Regions from separate parts of the Capsicum annuum genome. Here region 2 is linked to region 1. A link is a contact called in public Hi-C data. All regions are on one chromosome and are shown on one strand. Each heading gives the region's core, a stretch centred on a gene start, on an enhancer-like site or on the middle of the called end of the contact. The rest is flanking DNA. Distances are from core to core; before and after follow the strand shown.

Region 1 (6,029 bases), core at 44-2,543:
ATATACATATACTCTCTATGGGTTCATATGAACCGATAGCCAAAAAGTTTCATCCGCATCTTAACAATCCATATGAACCTATACACACATTAAATTCTTCACAATTATTAGATCAGATGTAGTGAATTCCATGCTGAAAACTTTAAAATTTGAACTCATTAAGTTCAAATATTAAATTCCCCTTCACTTTGTTGGCATCGACGACTGTTTTAGCATGTAAATTGGACATGTGGAAGTAGAATACGTACTTATTTCCAAGTTGAGCATGGAGGTTTAAGATGATTTCATCTTCTTCTTCGGTGTAGTTCCCTCTTTTAACATTTGGCCTTAAGTAATTCAGCCATCGAAGTCTGCAGCTCTTTCCACACCTCTCTAGTCCTTCATAAGCAACAATAATCTTTCAGACGAAACTCTACAATAGTACATAATAATTATTATGAAATTTAGATGAAGTTGCTCAAAATTCGGTTTGGATGAGCCCATGTTATTAGGTACCAGAAGTAGGTTAAATGATAATCTCTCATACGAGAAATGTTAGTAGCTCAGTTTATTGTCAACAGAAGCGGATCCAGAATTTTAAACTTGTGGCTCCTTTCCTGCCACTAAGCTATCCCTTGGTTTAGTTATGGGTTCCACCTATTAATATTTATAACTTTTGTCGATTTTTCTATGTAATTTTAAGCCTTACGGTAGCGGGTGTGGGTTCTCGGGAACCCACACCTTCTACTCTACATCCGCCACTAATTGTCAGTCTAAACTTTTGGTTGATGGAAGTTTGATTTTCCACCGTATCATCTCTTCTTTATAAAAAAGAAGGTAATCTCTCTGTTCATTTTCACTTGTCTAATATTGTCTTGACACACTTCTTTAAGGAACAATAAATAAAATGATAATTTTATTGTATCAACTTTTGAATATAATAAATTTATAAACGCTTAGTGAAATGATTGTAGTTAATAATAAGAATAAATTAGAAACTAAGTGATCAGTCATCTCTTATATTTTTCAAACTGAACAAATGAAAACGGAGAGATGGAGTACTAATCTAAATTATGAGATGTGTGGACATTCTCACCAGCATATTTGGGAAGTTGGCGCCAATTCCATGGGCCATATTCAGTGATATATGCTGCTAATTTCCTATCTTCTTCAGGAGTCCATGTCCCCTTCTTCCTTCCATTTTCATCACAGCAAGGTGTTCTCACCATCTCTAAATTAATTGCAACACAGTAAATTAAGCGTTATTTATATAAGAACTAAGTGGAGAAACTTATTGTTCTTCCCACCTGAATAGCTAAATTCTTGAAGTTTAAGTGTATTTATAGAGAGGGAGCAGAACGTGATGCCCGTTAAAATGGGGCCTTCTTACAAAGGTGGTCCTTTTTTTCTTTTACTAAAGAAAATTCCGTTATACTTCGTCAACATTTCTTTTTACTTTTTCGTCTACAATGAGCAGCTTATACTAACACACTAACACACTTTGATGGTGATTTTTCGTGATATGATATGGTTATTAAGAAAATATGTTTATTTTGATTGTTTTTTCAAATATATGATATAGTATGGATAATTTTATGGTTTGATAGTCATGATAAACCGTACTTTATGTAACCATTGATTTAGTGGTATTCTGTGGTTGTTTATTTTTTCAGTTAAGTTCTTATTTAATATTAAATAATTTTATTTTATTTTTTACCCTATAATATTTACCTCCACCTTCTACCCCTTCCCACCACTTACTAGGCCGCCTCCCCGCACCAATTTTTCTTTAAATTTATATATTAAGAAATTTCAAAAAAAATTTTTTACCTCATCACCACCTCCTACCCTCCCCCCTTCTTCCAACCTACCCACAAATTTATTTTCTCAAAAAAAAAAAAAAAATCTTACCCCCCCCCCCCCCCCTCCCCCCCCCCCCCCCCCCCCCACTCCAGCACCTCACTCCCGAATATTTTATAAAAAAAATTATAATTTTTTTCGTACGCCTCCCCTTTATTCTATTCATTCTCTTTGATTTATGTTAAATATATACAAATACTTTTAGAAAATATTTTTCTATTTGCATAACTAAAACAAGAAACAAGTAAGAAATAATTTACTTTCCTAATTTTTTTTTTTGTGATTCATACCGAACACACCCATAGCATACACAAAAGATGCATTCAAACTTTGTAGTTATTGTTGGAGGTCACTTTTTTAAAACACCAAAAGAAAATGAAATTTGTTACGATAATTACATTTTTTTGATCTACGCTTGTATCAATTTTGTTAAAATTACATAAATTTAACAATTTAATATATTTAATGACATAATTTGTAACAAATTAGAAATTATTGATAAATTTAATACTTATAATAGTTAAGAACATTTTAATAAACTTACAAGTTACAATATAACATCATACCGCCAAACCAAAAATAAAACTGTTATTAAACAATAGTAAACAAAATATTCCATCCAACATTGTATTGTACTATACTGTACAGAACAATATCATAACATATCATACCATACAATATGAAATCATTACAAACTTCCATCCAAACGAAGTGTAAAGGTGTCAAAAGGACAGATTTAACTGAATTTGAGTGGGTTAAATTGAGTTGAAATAAATAGGTAAGTTATGACACGCCCAAAAGTACTACGACTGATTAAAATGGACTAAAATATAGGTCATGCCCTTATACCCGTCAAATTGTTATTAAGTTCTAATTATTTTATTAATTTTTTTTATAAATTTTTAATGCTTAGTAAAATTATTTTCTCTCTTATAATGGATATATAAAAGATATTAAATAAAAAATAATTGAAAATATTTTTATAGATCAATTCAGTCTATACATCAACTTAATTTTTAGTGAGGTAAAATAAATTGAGCCAATAAATAAGTGAATCAGACAATTATCCAACTTCAACGGGTTGAATTTGATTTGCCAACCTAGCATGCACAAAGGGGTCGTTCTACGTACTCGCATAATACGGACCAATAATATAAAAACTTATGGTGCGATTGAAATCACACGGCAAAATAGAAAACTACTTATAACACATCAAACAAAGAAAAAGAGAGAATGACAAAAGACAATCAATTGACTGTTTACCCAAACTTAGACAGACTACAGTACTCCCTACGGTCTATAGTACATGTATTTTTAGTTTAAAATCAAAGATATCGATAGATACTCAAATTTATTGCGAAAATTCACTTAAACCCCTAAATTAAGACTTACTCCTATCAGACCCCTAAACCCCCAAATTTTATTCTAATTGGACATTTTCCGCCTATGTGGTACAATGCGTGCAGTGCCATCGTGAGAGGCGCGTGATGAACATATTTTATTACTAATTAACGAATAAAAAGTTGTCAAGTGGCATTGAGGCCCCCAAAATTTTTCTAATAACAATTTTGTTTTTAAACACTAGAGGTCCCAAAAAGCATTAGAGGGCCCCAATTTTTTTCTTTTAATAAAATTGAATTTACAAAAAATCTGTTTTTTATTTTCATCTTTTAAGAATTTTTATAGTGTCCTTTTAATAATTAGTTTTTTATTTTTAAAATAATTTTAAAATTTTTTTTTTCATAATTTGGATCCTCAATCCCATTTTTTTTTTTCATTTTAAAAATTTTTATAATTTTTTTAATAACGAATATTTAATTTTTTAAATAATTTTTTCATAATTTATTTCATTTTTTAAAATAAATTATAATTTTTTTTAAAATAATCAGTTTTTATTTTTAATTTTTTAAATAATTTTATAATTATTTTTTCTGAATTTTTATCCTCAATGCCATTTTTTATTTTCATTTTTCTAATAAATTATATATTTTGTTTAATAATTATTCTTTTTAAAATGATTTTTTAATAATGTATTTCATTTTTTAAAAAATTTTATAATTTTTTTTAAATAATCAGTTTTATATTTTTGTTTTTCAAATAATTTTATAATTATATTTTCATAATTTGGATCCTCAATGCCATTTTTTATTTTCATTTTAAAAATTTTAATAATTTTTTAATAATTAATTTTTTATTTTTTAAATAATTTTTTAATAATTTATTTCACTTTTTAAAAAGTTTTATATTTTTTTAAATAATCAATTTTTTATTTTTACTTTTAAATAATTTTATAATTATTTTTTCATAATTGATATCATCAATGCCATTTTTTATTTTCATTTTAAAATTTATTTATAATTTTTTTAATAATTATTTTTAAAAAAAAATAATTTTTTCATAATTTATTTAATTTTTTAAAAAATATGATTTTTTTTAAAATAATCATTATTTTATTTTGATTTTTTAAATAATTTTAGAATTTATTTTTAATATTTTGTATCCTCAATGCCATTTTTTATTTTCATTTTAAAAAGTTTTATAATTTTTTTAATAATTAATTTTTTTATTTTTTAAATATTTTTTAATAATTTATTTCATTTTTAAAAAGAAATTATATATTTTTTTAAATAATCAGTTTTTTATTTTTATTTTTTAAATAATTTTATAATTATTTTTTCATAATTTATATCCTCAATGTCATTTTTTATTTTCATTTTTAAAAAATTTTTATAATTTATTTTAATAATTAATTTTTTAAACAAATAATTTTTTAGTAATTTATTTTATTTTTTAAAAAAATTTATATTTTTTAAATAATTAGTTTTTTATTTTTATTTTTTAAATAATTTTAGCATTATTTTTTAATAATTTCCTCAATGCCATTTTTATATCCTTTTTAAAAAAAATTATAATTAATTTTTAATAATTATTGGACCCACAATGCCACGTGTCAGCTTTTAATTAGCTCGTTTTGCCACGTCATCGCGTGTGTGCAACATACACTTTGACTTTTTTGCTGATAGGAAAAAAAATACCCAATTGGAACAAAATTCGGGGGCTTTAGGGGTCTGATAGAAACATGCCTTCGTTTAGTGGCCTAAGTGAATTTTCGCAACAAATTTGAGTGTATGTCGTTGACTTTGGCCTTAGTTTAAATATACATACCTTTTAAAGACATAATTTAGTAAGTATGATATATAAGAAAAGTAATGTTAAATAGAGTATATTAATAATATTGATATTAATTATATTAAGAAAATTATGTATTATTTACTTTAGTGTATTAATTAAAATAACATGCATAACATAATTTCTAAAAAAAAAATATTTATTTACAAAATATCCTTCAAAAAATATGATGAAAAAGAATGTGAAAAAAATTATTGTAGGACAATTATATTTTTAAACATTTAATTATATGCATTGGTTTAAAAAACTGAGTGTGGAGTTGGGAGAGTATTTGCCAAGCTACTTATTAGCCAAATGCACCAAAGAGTTTACCATAAATATCTCGCCCCTCTTTCCCCTTTAGATCAAGTTAGATCAATCACTCTCCCAGCGCCAATTTAATAGTTTGTTTTGTCAAGATTATTTTTCTTTAAAAGTATTTATTTTTTTAAAAAATGCTTATTATAAAAAAATTAAGGTGTTTAGTCAAGCTTTTAAGAGAGATGAGTGCTTCTAGGAAACAAATGCAATTTTTCAGAAGTTAAAAAAATAATTTCTCTCAAAAAGTACTTTTTTTAAAAAGCAGTGTAGAAAAAACATACCTAAAAATATTTTTAAAAGTTTGGAAAAACGCTAATTGTAGGTGTATACACACGTAAAATTTGTTGGGTCAAATTCATATACAATTTGGATTTGATTCATATTTTATTGAGTGTAGAATTATTTTGTGCTATAAAAATAATAAGCACATTTTATTTCTCATCAAAAACTTCAAGGTCCATCTCATTTTGAGGCCCAAACTTATGTCACGTGTCAAGTGACGTGGCATCCCAATCAAGTTAAAGACCAATGAGGCGACGCCATACACTCAAATGATGTGGCAATCCAAGTCAAGTTCAAGAGCCAATGAAATATCGCCAAGTGTCCCAAATGACATATTTTTGGCCAATCACAAGCAACTTATCACATAACATTTGTGATAAACTTGAAAACTGAATGGACCAATCAAAATGAGGCTTATG
Region 2 (6,353 bases), core at 3,621-6,120, 100 kb before region 1:
AAATTAACGCCACGACATTTAGAAGAAAAAAATATTAGAATCATTACTCAAATAGAAGGTGTCCACCAATACCCACAAACTACTTCTTCCTCCGTTTCAAAAAGAATAACCTAGTTTGATTGAACACGGAGTTTTAGAAAAAAAAAATTGAATTTTATGGTGTTAAATTAAAGATATGTCAAACGTACCAAAATGTTCTTCAATCTTGTGGTCTTAGACATGCCATGTGGAAAATTAAATTAAAAAGTTGCTAAAAAGGAAAAGGAGTCATTCTTTTTAAAATGAACTAAAAGGAGAATTAGATCATTCTTTCTTAAACGAAGGGAGTACTAAGAAGGGCCTACGTCTACCTTGTTTTTACGATCCACAAACTACTAGGAGAATCGCTTTGACTAGGATGATACTTGATTACAACTAAGGTTGTTAAGTGGGTTGGGCCGGGTCAACCTGGAACCGGCCCTTTAAATTTATCCGGCTTGTGGGTTGGGCCCGAGTTGGGGTTAAGTGGGCCGGGCCGGGCTCAACAGTAAAATTTTTAAATATAGCCCTAACCCAGCCTACTTAATCCAACCCAGTCAAACCCACCTAACCCTATAAAAAAAAGTTTTTTTCAATGTACACTATATATACCCACCTATATACATTTTAAATACGTTAAACAATATATATACACTATATATATAATATATACTACATTAAAATTTAAAAAATATATACACATATACACAATTACACATATATATGCACCATTCAATGTATATGTACTACTTTAAATAAAATATACTACAATAAATATACATTACAATATATATATATATATATATATATATATATACTAATTTATAAAATATATACACATGTATAAATTAAATATACACGTCTATAGAAGATATATTCACATATATACGCTCTATTCAATGTATATGTACTACTTTAAATAAAATATACTACAATATATATATACATTACAATCTATATATATATAGATATACATATACATATAGTTATATACTAATTTATAAAACATATACACATGTATTCGTTAAATATACACATCTATAGAAGATATATTCACATATATACGCTCTAATCAATGTATATGTACTACTTTAAATAAAATATACTGCAATATATATAAATTATCATATATATATATATATATGTGTGTGTGTGTGTGTGTGTGTGTATATAATTGTATACTAATTTATAAAACATATACACATGTATACGTTAAATATACACGTCTATAGAAGATATATTCATATAAATACGCTCTATTTAATGTATATGTACTACTTTAAATAAAATATACTACAATATATATACATATATATACATTAAATATACACATCCATAGAAGATATATACACAAATATACAAAACATATGCTACTTAATATAATAAATTAATAATACTTGGTAGTAAATTAATAATATATTAGAAGTAAGTTTTTAATTGAAACTAGAAATTCAATTTAAATCATTAAATGAAAAAAATTACAAAGTAAGGACTAAGGAGTAAATGAATGTTGAATTTTATTGATTGCGAAATGATCCAATATTTATAATTTATATGAATGAAAAATCTACAAATTATGCATCATTTTTTCCAACTCATTCATGTTAATATTAACGGAAACTTGCATAGGATAGTCAAAGTCAATGGGGGCAAAATCATGCATTGGACTTGATTCTGCTGAGTTCTCCCATGAAGACATAATTTCTTCAAGTTTCTGCTCGTCATTAGGCTCCGGTTCCATTCCTTAGTTTCTTCTTTCCACTCTAATCCAATCTCTGAGGCAAACTAGAACATTCATTGCATTGTTTTTCAATGAGTGTCGGTTGTCTCCAAGCTGCTGTCGTCCCTGACTAAAGGCGCTCTCTGATGCAACGGTTGACATTGGAACATTCAAGATATATCTAGCTAATCTTGAAAGCATAGGATATTGTGTTTCATTACTCCTCCACCAATCCAATGTATTGATCCATCGTCTGCGATCCTCTGGCGGCGATCGAAGATAATATTTCAGCTCTTCTCGATAAGTTGATGTGTAAGCTCTGTCATCAACACTGTTCCAACAAGGTAAATCATTAAAGGAATCATGAAAATCACTATGTGCCGACCTTTTAGAAGATGATGGCTCCTCGGGAGGATGAGGAGCGACAGTATGATGGCTCCTCGGGAGGATGAGGAGCGACAATTGGAGTGATATTTGTAGGTACGGCTAAATCAACTAAATCAGCATAATGATTATATAATTTTTCTATGTATTCATTCGCATCACCCATATCCATTCACAAATCAAGTTGTGCTTTTTCAGAATCATTGTTAGTATTTATTTCTAAGTTAGCATAAATAATAGCACTAAAGTGGCACATAATATTATATTTCATGCATGAATTTATCATAGCACCAACCAAGTAAATAGGAGGAATCGAAAAAAAATATTTTTTAAATTTAGTAAACATGGCACCAACATCTTCTTTATAACCTTCTTTATTTTTTTATTCTTTGAGTAAACTAGAAATATCGGCTATATATGCCAAAATATTACAAACAGTATGATAATAAGCACCGAAAAATTCAACTGTAGCTACATAAATTTTTTCTAAAAACTTAAAAAGATCATTAATTACAACCTAATCAGAATCATGTAGCATGCAATCAGCAAAATCAACAAATGAATCGCAATGTTGGTTAAAAGCTAGTGTAATAGGAACTCTACATTTATAACAAGTTTTTAAAAAATCATACGTAGAATTTCATCTAATATCAATTTCCTCAGGCATCAATATCGGTGCAAGTCCATTTTCTTGACATTTAACTTTAAATTCTCTAATTCTCGATCTACGGTTATTTTCTTGAATAAAACCAACAGCAAGATGGATTTTTTTAATATAAAACTCAAAAAACTCAAGACCATCTTTTACAATTAAATTATATATATAATGCACACTTAATATGAAAAATTTCAGGCAACAACGGAGATAGCTTAGATTTTAACTTTTTTATAGCAGTCTTGTTGTTAGAAGCATTATCAAAAGAAATACATAAGATTTTATTTTTGATACCATAAAATCTGGCAACTTTAACAATAGAATCAGCAATAAAACTCTAGTATGTTTACGGTCTTCGTCATATAAAAAAGCAAGAATACGTTTTTGCATCACAAAATTACTATCCTGCCAATGACAAGTAACGGTTAAATAATCATTTTTATTTACAGCACGACCAAGATCAGAAGTTTGGGAGAATCGACATTGAATATTTTTTAACAATGTTGATAAATAAAAATAATATTGTGAATGAATTCTAAAAATATCAGACCGACAAGTACTTCTAGGAATACCATTAAACATAAGATTATAAATTGCTTGAATATAATGAATAAAGGCATCAGAAGAAGGAAAACTAAAAGACAAACAACCCACAACTATCATTTTAGCTATTTCTTCCCGGTCCCTCAATTTATTATACTTCTTCGTTACCTGACCGGTTTCTGGGTCCATTCTAGTTTGCGTTGACCCACCAACATCCCACCATCTCATGCAATATTTAACTCTCTTTCGTGAGCATCACCTATATGTCTCATTAACGTACCCGTACCCCTTGTTTGCCTCCGCTTTTATGCTTGTATATTTGTTGACAAGTATTGCATTGCACCTTAGTATCTGATATACGTTCAAAAAATTGTTATGCAATACTAGTTGTTTTACGAGATCTTAGGGTACGGGGAGGACGGGAAGGGAGATTAACCGATTCAGATTTAACGTTAGCATTTTTTACTGCGGGTGTCTCACCAATATTTTCATCATCTTCGTTTAAATTAACCTCATCTACTTCATTTTCTTTTTCTATACCGTAATTTTCTTGAGCTTCTACGTAATCCATGCCGTGAGCACCTCCTATTTCTTCCTCAAAAGGTGTACCAAACGGTACCGGAGGCAAAGGCACACGGGTATATCTACTACTTGAAATACCTCTACCACTAGTAATTCGCTTGTTACTACCACTACCACTTTCGGGATAAAAAAATTTAACACCTTTAGTAGCGAGGTTTCTTAATTTATCCATAATATAAATTAAATTAAAAAAATTCAGAATACACAAATATAATAAAATTAAATATTCAACAATTAATACAATAAATAAAAATTAAACGTAAGAAATGGAACGACAATACCAAATTTTGGAAGTATACGAAGGTTGCGACTTTAGAAACTTCAACTCGTACTTTGTAATCGCAAAATTAAAAAATTAAAGTGAGCACTTTAGGAAATTAAATATATTGAATATTTGAAAATTGAGATTTGAGAAAGAATGAGATTTGAGAGAGTGAAAACTTTTGTGAAAAATGATTTGAAGGTTTAGGGTCCAAATGGCTAGTCTGAGCCAAATATAAAAAAAAAAAAAAAGAATTAAAAAAAAAAAAACCTATCCAAGCTAGGCTGGTTAATCGACTGGCCTAGATCGGGCTTGATCCGAACCGGGTTAATTGAGTCCAATCAGAAAACTTAACCGGCTCGAAATCTGATACCCTACAGCCCATGGACTGATCGAGCCAGATCAAATTAGACCAATTTTATGAAATAGGTCGGTTCATGAAATAGGTCGGTTCGAATCGAATTGAGCCGGATCAACCCAACCCGTTTAACAGGTTTAATAACAACCCAAAACTGTCAGATAAGATTTATGTACCAAAATATCCTGTCACATTGTTGAGTTGATAGGAAACACAATCAAATGAAAATAGTAATGAGAATATCACTTCATGTTCACATTTTGTCTTCGAGTGACGTCTTCTTAGAAAATTCAATGGCCGGTGGTATATGAAATACTGCTTACGTCATGCAAATTCAATCAGTGAGTGATCATTTACGTCAATCTATATTCTTACTTTATAAAGTGAAATTGATAAGTATTACATAACAGGGAGGGAGGATCTCCCTTTTTTTTTATAGTCATCACAAATTTTTTAATACAATTAAATAGTTATATATGTTTATTTATTTTTTATACATATTTTTACATTTATTCCTATTTATTATTTTATAATATTTTTATTTGATATTTTGTAATTAAACTACACATAGTATTTTTTTTTTTATATAAATCTCTTCTTGTTCCTTATTAGATTACTTATTCTTTTTTACTTATTTTTTATATTAAAAATTAATTATTTTTATTTCTAATCTACTTTAGTAAATCACGAAAGATTTATAACTTTTTTCACATTATTATTATTATTATTGTTGTTGTTGTTGTTGTTGTTGTTATTGTTGTTGTTGTTGTTGTTGTTGTTGTTATTTTTATTATTATCAAGTAATTAAATAAAGTATGAGTAACTAAATTTAAATTTTTAAAATATAATTAATAAGGATTATTTCATATATTTTACCCTTAATATATTAAATTCTTAAGTTATTTGTCAAGTCAGATAAACAAGTAAAAAGGAATTGAGAGAATACCCTTTTTTTATTCATTTTGTTTGATCCTTATACTAAAAATAAAATTTTCTTGAGAGAATACTCTTTTCTCTTTTTTTTTTTTTTTTTTCATTTAGTTTGAACCTTGTATTAAAAATAATTTATTTTGTTTATTATTTTAGCAAATAAAGAAAGATTTATTATTTTCTTTCAATATTACTTTTATCATTAAATAACTATACAACATAATAATTGTCAATCATATACTTTCAAATCGTAATTATAGAGATAAATAAACCAACTCCTATTAAACAACTTCTTATTAATAGGAGTATCAAATCAACAAATGTAAAATAAAATAAAATGGATAGAATGCATTTTTTTTTTACATTTTAATAAAATTTGTGAAACTTTGAAGTTAGAATCTCATTTTCAATCAGATCATTTATTTTTTTTAGTCATACTTATTGTCTTTTTGAGTACTGTGTTTGGTACAATCAGTTTTTCAATTGAAAACATTACTTTAAGAATATTTTTTTAAAAATTAATATGTTTCTTACTTATTTTCTTATATTTGGTATGTAAGCAAAATATTATTTAAAAATTATTTCTATATAATTTAGATAAATACCATGAGAGATGAGGTATGGAGTGGCGGGGATGGGAGCTATGATGGGGTGAAAACAAGGTGTACTGAAGAGCGAAGGGCTCAATGAATGTGAAATATAGAATATAATTTTTCTACTTCCACAAAATTATTTTTATAAGTCTAAAGAGACTTATTTTCTAAGGAAAATATTGTTTTTCAACAATCTATCAAATATGATTTTCTTTAAAGCATGCTGAACACAGCACTCATTGATTTTAAATTAAATTTTATGTCCATTCATATTTGTTAATTTCTTTCGTACTTCCTTTTTCATAAAT

The links. A called contact is a pair of places that touch in the nucleus more often than the background predicts.
Region 2: a contact with region 1 is called in a Hi-C map of leaf, with 2.1 times the contacts expected there. The contact joins the enhancer-like site here to the promoter of LOC107877281 in region 1. A contact is called at or near these places in 2 of 5 Hi-C or Micro-C datasets (leaf and placenta).

What each region holds. Positions count from the first base shown.
Region 1 is chr7:198,307,610-198,313,638 of UCD10Xv1.1, reverse strand. It overlaps LOC107877281 (transcription factor MYB106-like), which reads right to left and starts at 1,293. Exons shown (of 3, transcript XM_016723965.2): 1 at 1,076-1,293; 2 at 249-378. The coding sequence starts at 1,208.
Region 2 is chr7:198,410,943-198,417,295 of UCD10Xv1.1, reverse strand. No RefSeq gene overlaps it. Among protein-coding and RNA genes, the nearest start is that of LOC107877282, 26 kb to the right of the region's middle. Within about 2 kb of position 4,870, at least 1 of the 5 cell types and tissues checked has an H3K27ac peak or open chromatin away from gene starts, as enhancers often do.